2 separate regions of the Mus musculus genome follow, and region 1 is linked to region 2. Evidence: chromatin contacts called from public Hi-C data. All regions are on one chromosome and are shown on one strand. Each heading gives the region's core, a stretch centred on a gene start, on an enhancer-like site or on the middle of the called end of the contact. The rest is flanking DNA. Distances are from core to core; before and after follow the strand shown. Region 1 overlaps Cd47 (CD47 antigen (Rh-related antigen, integrin-associated signal transducer)). Region 2 overlaps Gm31494 (a long non-coding RNA gene).

Region 1 (2,700 bases), core at 83-2,582, 270 kb before region 2:
TGCTTGTGGCTAACACAGCTGTGTCACCAGTCTCCTCAGAATAAGAGGCAGAGGTGAATTAACACATTCTCCCAAGCCCGCCCTTTGGGCGTGTCCTTAGAGGCTGCCAGAGTTATCTGCCAGTCACTGTGGACAGGAAGCTGAGTCCAATATACTCCCACTTCAGATCTTAATTCCATGTAAGAACTCTCAGGTCTGTCACCATGGTGAGTTTATACAGTAATTTTTTTTCTCATACATTTCCTCCTGAATTTGATCTTTTTCTTAGAATTTTCCCAAAGACCTTATGGAGGTATTCAAATACAATAAAACCTTTAGGAAGGAAAAATGCTGATAAAATCGTAGGTCATTATTTGGAATGGATCTCTTCAACAACATATACCTTACAGACTATACTTTTTAAGGAAGTCAATTTAACACAAACTTTTCTTCCTTAATGTCGTGCTCAAAACTGTCACTCTATAAACTCACATCACACAAATCCAACAGATGGGGAGACACAGTGGAATCAGCTTCCTGCTGATGGAAGAGATAATTATATTCCCCCTCATAGATTCTGCATCTACATAGGGAGTACAAACTTACAGGGACACTTCTGTCTCATCAGTACTTAAATGCCTCAAGGTAAATCTTATGACACAAACAGACCTATTCATACACAGGCCCTGAAATGACTTCAGCATTGCCTTAATTTGATGTCACATTAAGCATAGAACCAAACAGTCCAATGTTCCAACCCCTCATTTTAATCCACCAAACAACTGCTTTTAATTAATTTCATAAACTTGGACTTACCCTAGGAGGTTGGATAGTCCTCTGGTTGGAAGCTGGTATAAATAAAAGCATAAATGCAACCAATAAGATACATAAAGCAATATAATACTTAATTTTAAGATAACATACATGTTCAGGACTAAAGCCAGAAGGTACTAGAGACTCCAGTGCAGGAGTTGTAGCTTTGATGGTCTACTTGAAAACTACAGAGGACTCTTGATTAAATGCATTGACAGGAGAAAAGCAAAGAGATGCCTACAGCAAATAAAAAAAAATAGACTCACTCATGTGCACATGCCTCTCTCATGTCAGATACCTGTCATACCTCATGTTGAAGAGAGGCTGTCAACTACTCACTGTTACCAGGGTACCATCTCTTTCTCCTTCCCAGCTGGGATGGCCAGAATAGGGCAACGAGTGACTTCCCCTCTCTCAACACACTCTCCTTGTTCCGAACTGAGCAGCCTTTTCTTCCTTTCTCTCATATTCCCAGTCCTCAAAGCTCTAGGCAGCTAGCACGCTACAACAAAGCATGAGCCCTTCAACGCCCCCTCCCTCCCTCCCTCCCTCGAGCTTAGAGCTACCCCAGATTGGTAGTTTCAAACCAAACCAGGGCTCCTCCCTCTGTGTATTCCTCCCTGGTGTTTTGAGTTGCAACCTTTACTGCTTCTGCACAGATTAGCTAATGAAGATGCAATAATAGAGGGCAGGAACTAAATGACAAGAGGGAAAAGAACAACATTAGACTGGTTTTAAAAAAAGACAAGAAAAAAGAAAAGAAAACTTCCTTGTAAAACCAGTTCAGGGAGCCATAGAGAGCAAGGAAAGCAGGTCTTAACACATAGCCTGTGTCCCAAGAACAGGAAAACGTGACCAGAAATAGTCTCTCAACAACTCAGGATTCTTTTCCTAGGCACAATTTCCTACCCCACCCATCTCAGTTTGAGAACTCCAAGCTTCCAGGTTTTTTAAACAGTGTAAGCACTCCGAGAGCCACAGCGGAATACACAATGTAGTTTTAAGGCAGGAGCAATGCAGAGTAATTTCCCAGTCATTCTGGACTGCCGAGAAACAGTGTTAGGGCTTATAGGATTCCACAGAAACCCAACTGGCTAGCACACAGAGGCACGCCCAAGACAGCCAAGTTCCCCTACCCTGCCCGTGCAGACTCAGCAAGCGTCTAACGCTAATGAAGACCAGGCTTTCTCAAACTGGAAAAGTGCAGCCACCAGGCCAGACATACACATCACATTACCACTAGAATTAGAAGAGGTTAAATTACAAACAACTAGAAACATAGGGATAGGAGGGACAGGTTTCAAAAGAAGAGAGAAAGTAGGCAAGGAAGAATTTGGAGTGGTGGGAATGAAGAAAGAAGCAGCTATGGAGTGTATCACACAGTTAGGCAGGAGATTGGGAGAAAAATGCAGTCATTCTTAAGTTACGTAAACTGAACTCAAGTAACAGGGAGAAGTAAGTGCTCAGCTATAAATGAGGCAGTTACCCCATCCCCCATTGAGGCCCAGGGAACACTGGGGAAGAAAGGGCAGAAGGAAGATAAGGGGTGGACGACAGAAACCAGAGCTACATGACTGCTATCTTCTGGGCATGCTACACACATTCTAACCATGAACCCAACGCAATTACACTTGCCTGCAGTACACCTCAACAAGACTGGGCCTGTCAGAAGCCAGGTGCTGATGGGGGGGGAGGGGGACCCAAGAGGCCTGGATCCCTTCCATCAAAGAAATGGCTAAGGAAAGATTCTGAGCCCTGGAGAGGCATTCCCTCAGCTGAATAAATACTCATGAGCCTGTCGGGCTCCAGTAGACCATTCCAAACTCATGGTCACTTAGATGGCCCTGGTTAAACCCATTGAGTCTTAAAACACAAAGAGTTCCATGCTGTATCTCATGAATACAGCAA
Region 2 (2,700 bases), core at 73-2,572:
GAGCAGTAGCCCCTGCTATGTTCTACACAGATCTGACTGGTGCACCCAAACTCTGTATGTGTTTGCTGCTAATGGCTAATGATGGGCCTGCCCTTGCTCTGAGGAGCCTGGGAATCTATGCCATCTGACCAGGGGTAAACCCTAGCTAACAACTGATATACTTAAAGATGCAAACAATCTCTTACTGAATCAAAAGGCAAGGCTGCTATACGATTCAGCCTTCAGTGCTTCAGTGCAAAGTTCACCTATCAGACATCCTTAACACGTGATGTTCTGAAAGACAGAATCAGCGAGACGAAGCACCATGAAACTTCAGCCAAGCCTAGCCTGCTGGGCTTCTTGCTTTCTCTGCATTACCTCCTCATTTCTTTATAACCTGTTCTTGGATGTTCATTCCTCTCAGTGACCCTGCTGTTTTAATCCCCATCTCTGCCTCTGCTACTTGAAACTGGAGTTTATAGTGTGTTTACAGAGGTAATAGAGAAAATCTGTTCATCTGATGGGATGCATAGATGGAGGTTAGGGGCATCATTTCCCAACAGTTTGAACAGTAACAGGAAGGTGAAGGCAACAGCAGGCAAACATCCAGAGGAATGAAAGGTTAGTGGAAAGTTGATGATTTAGAATTGAAGCGAAAAGGAGATGTACTAAGATGCTTAACAGTGATAGATAGTATAAGAGTTTAGGATTGTTAGTGAGCTCTACCTCCGGGGATTTCTGTGAGACTGTCCCAAATGATTAGACCATGGGGGTTCTGGCATAGGGAATGGATTGCTCCATTGATGTGTTCATCATACAATAACAGAACAGGAAGCTACGAAAGGTAGAAGGTAAAGCCTTCTTGGAGGAAGTGGGTCACTGGGATCTAAATCTTGCCCTGGTTTCTTCATGTACCCCTTCCCCTTTTCTCTGTCCCCTGCCTATCATGGCAAAGTTCACCTATCAGACATCCTTAACACATGATGTTCTGAAAGACAGAATCAGTGAGACGAAGCACCATGAAACTCTGAGCCAAAGTAAACACTTTCTCCTTTACATTGTTTCTGTAAGGGTTTGCTCACAGGGAAGAGAAAACTAATATATTTGCAAAAGTCAACAAGGTGCATTGAGGCTAGAAAGGTGATACTGCGCCTCTGAGTCTGGAGTTTTCAGCAGTATGAGTGCCTGGGTGGCAATTAGAAATGAAGTCTGCAGCAAGGCTAGAAATTCAGACTCTGAGATAATTATATGAAGTCAGGCATCCTCAGAGTTGAATCATACTTCTCCTTTTATGGAAAAAGGCTAGCATGTGTCGTCTTGTGGAAATGCAAATAGGGCTGTGTAATTTAGTGGGAGTAGAACCAGGAATAACAGAAGCAGCTAAACAGAGCTGCACCATGGGTAAAGTCACCACCGAAGACAGTGCGCAACTCAAGGGGATGTTATTTTGAAGAAGCATATTTGAGAACGATTTACCAGGAGGAGGGATGGGATGCACTCATCCATTCCCTCCCAGTATTTGTGTGGATGTAGCATTCTCTGCAATTCCGTTTTTTATGTGCTGGGTTGGCAGAGTGATGTTAGAATTACTGAGATTCTCTCTCTCCCTTCTGAGGGCTCTAGATCAAGGCTTGCTCTCACACTAAATACATCAGAATGTAGTCATTGGACTATAGTCTTCCCTAGAACTGGTTTGTACAGTGTAGCTGCAGGAAGAAGTGGGCAGGTCGATGAAAATCATGCATAAGAGTTGATCATCAAGCACATATGCATGGGAGGTTCAATGTGTTCACACCACCTGAATATAGTTTGTCTTCGTATATAGGGTAAAGAATAGCCATAAAATGGACAAAAAGACCTGACTTACTGCAGACTCAAATCTGACCACACATAGAAATTAAGCTCTGAGACCTTGAACACACTGATCCTAATTTACTGGTGTGGGAACTGAGCATTTAGGAAGTGCTTGTCTTTATAGCTCTTTGCATCATTATGATAGGTTTTCTGCAAACTCAGATTAAGTCCTCCTTAACTTGCATAACTCCATTATTTCCGAGAAAGGGTAGTTGTTCCGGGAAGGGCTCACTTTCTCTGCTGAGTGCCATTGTTTCCAGTCTAAGTCTAGATCCTTCTCAGTGTGGCGTACACCTTGCTTCTGCTGGGCTTCTCCGGGTGCATGCACATTGGGTTTTTAATCAGGATACGAACAAGTTGGCAGTAAGCTTATACTAACAATCATGTCTTTAGAATACTCAATGCAGAGAAAGATGCTAAGGGAGGAAAGAAACAAAAGATGCTGGTAACGTCCATCAGATGAGAACAGTGTCCTGTGTTGTCCCTTGAGAAACAAAACCATGTTCAATCTCATGAAAACCATCTTATGCCCGGGGGGGATTGCCTTTTCCTCATTTGACACATTCATGAGCTAGAAGTTTGGTCCCTAACACCTCCCTCCCCAATGGAGGGGTATTGAAAGGTGATGAGACTTTAAGAGATGATCTGTTAATGATGACTGGGTCATGATGTCTTTGTAGGTGTCAGTGCTGCTCTCCTCTTGGTTGAGCCTGGCAGGAGTGGATTCATTCTTAATAAAGCAGGCTGTCAATGCGCAAGCCTGGCATCTTCTGGCTCTGCTCTTGCTGCACATCTTTTAGAAGAAGGAATTATTGGATTATAGTTCCAGGGACAGAGGCTATCATGGCAGGGGAGAGGGGGTACCAG

The links. A called contact is a pair of places that touch in the nucleus more often than the background predicts.
Region 1: a contact with region 2 is called in a Hi-C map of cortical neurons, with 1.7 times the contacts expected there. The contact joins two enhancer-like sites. A contact is called at or near these places in 1 of 15 datasets of contacts at CTCF or cohesin (large pre-B cells), 1 of 484 Hi-C or Micro-C datasets (cortical neurons) and 1 of 9 other capture datasets (embryonic stem cells).

What each region holds. Positions count from the first base shown.
Region 1 is chr16:49,904,908-49,907,607 of GRCm38.p6, reverse strand. Cd47 (CD47 antigen (Rh-related antigen, integrin-associated signal transducer)) reads right to left here. Exons shown (of 9, transcript NM_001368415.1): 8 at 796-827. Among named protein-coding and RNA genes, the nearest start is that of Gm19723, 50 kb to the left of the region's middle. Within about 2 kb of position 1,332, at least 133 of the 459 cell types and tissues checked have an H3K27ac peak or open chromatin away from gene starts, as enhancers often do. A contact at or near this core is called in cortical neurons, where this site is marked.
Region 2 is chr16:49,632,348-49,635,047 of GRCm38.p6, reverse strand. The region is part of intron 2 of Gm31494 (a long non-coding RNA gene); the gene reads left to right. Among named protein-coding and RNA genes, the nearest start is that of Gm31494, 11 kb to the left of the region's middle. Within about 2 kb of position 1,322, at least 14 of the 459 cell types and tissues checked have an H3K27ac peak or open chromatin away from gene starts, as enhancers often do. A contact at or near this core is called in cortical neurons, where this site is marked.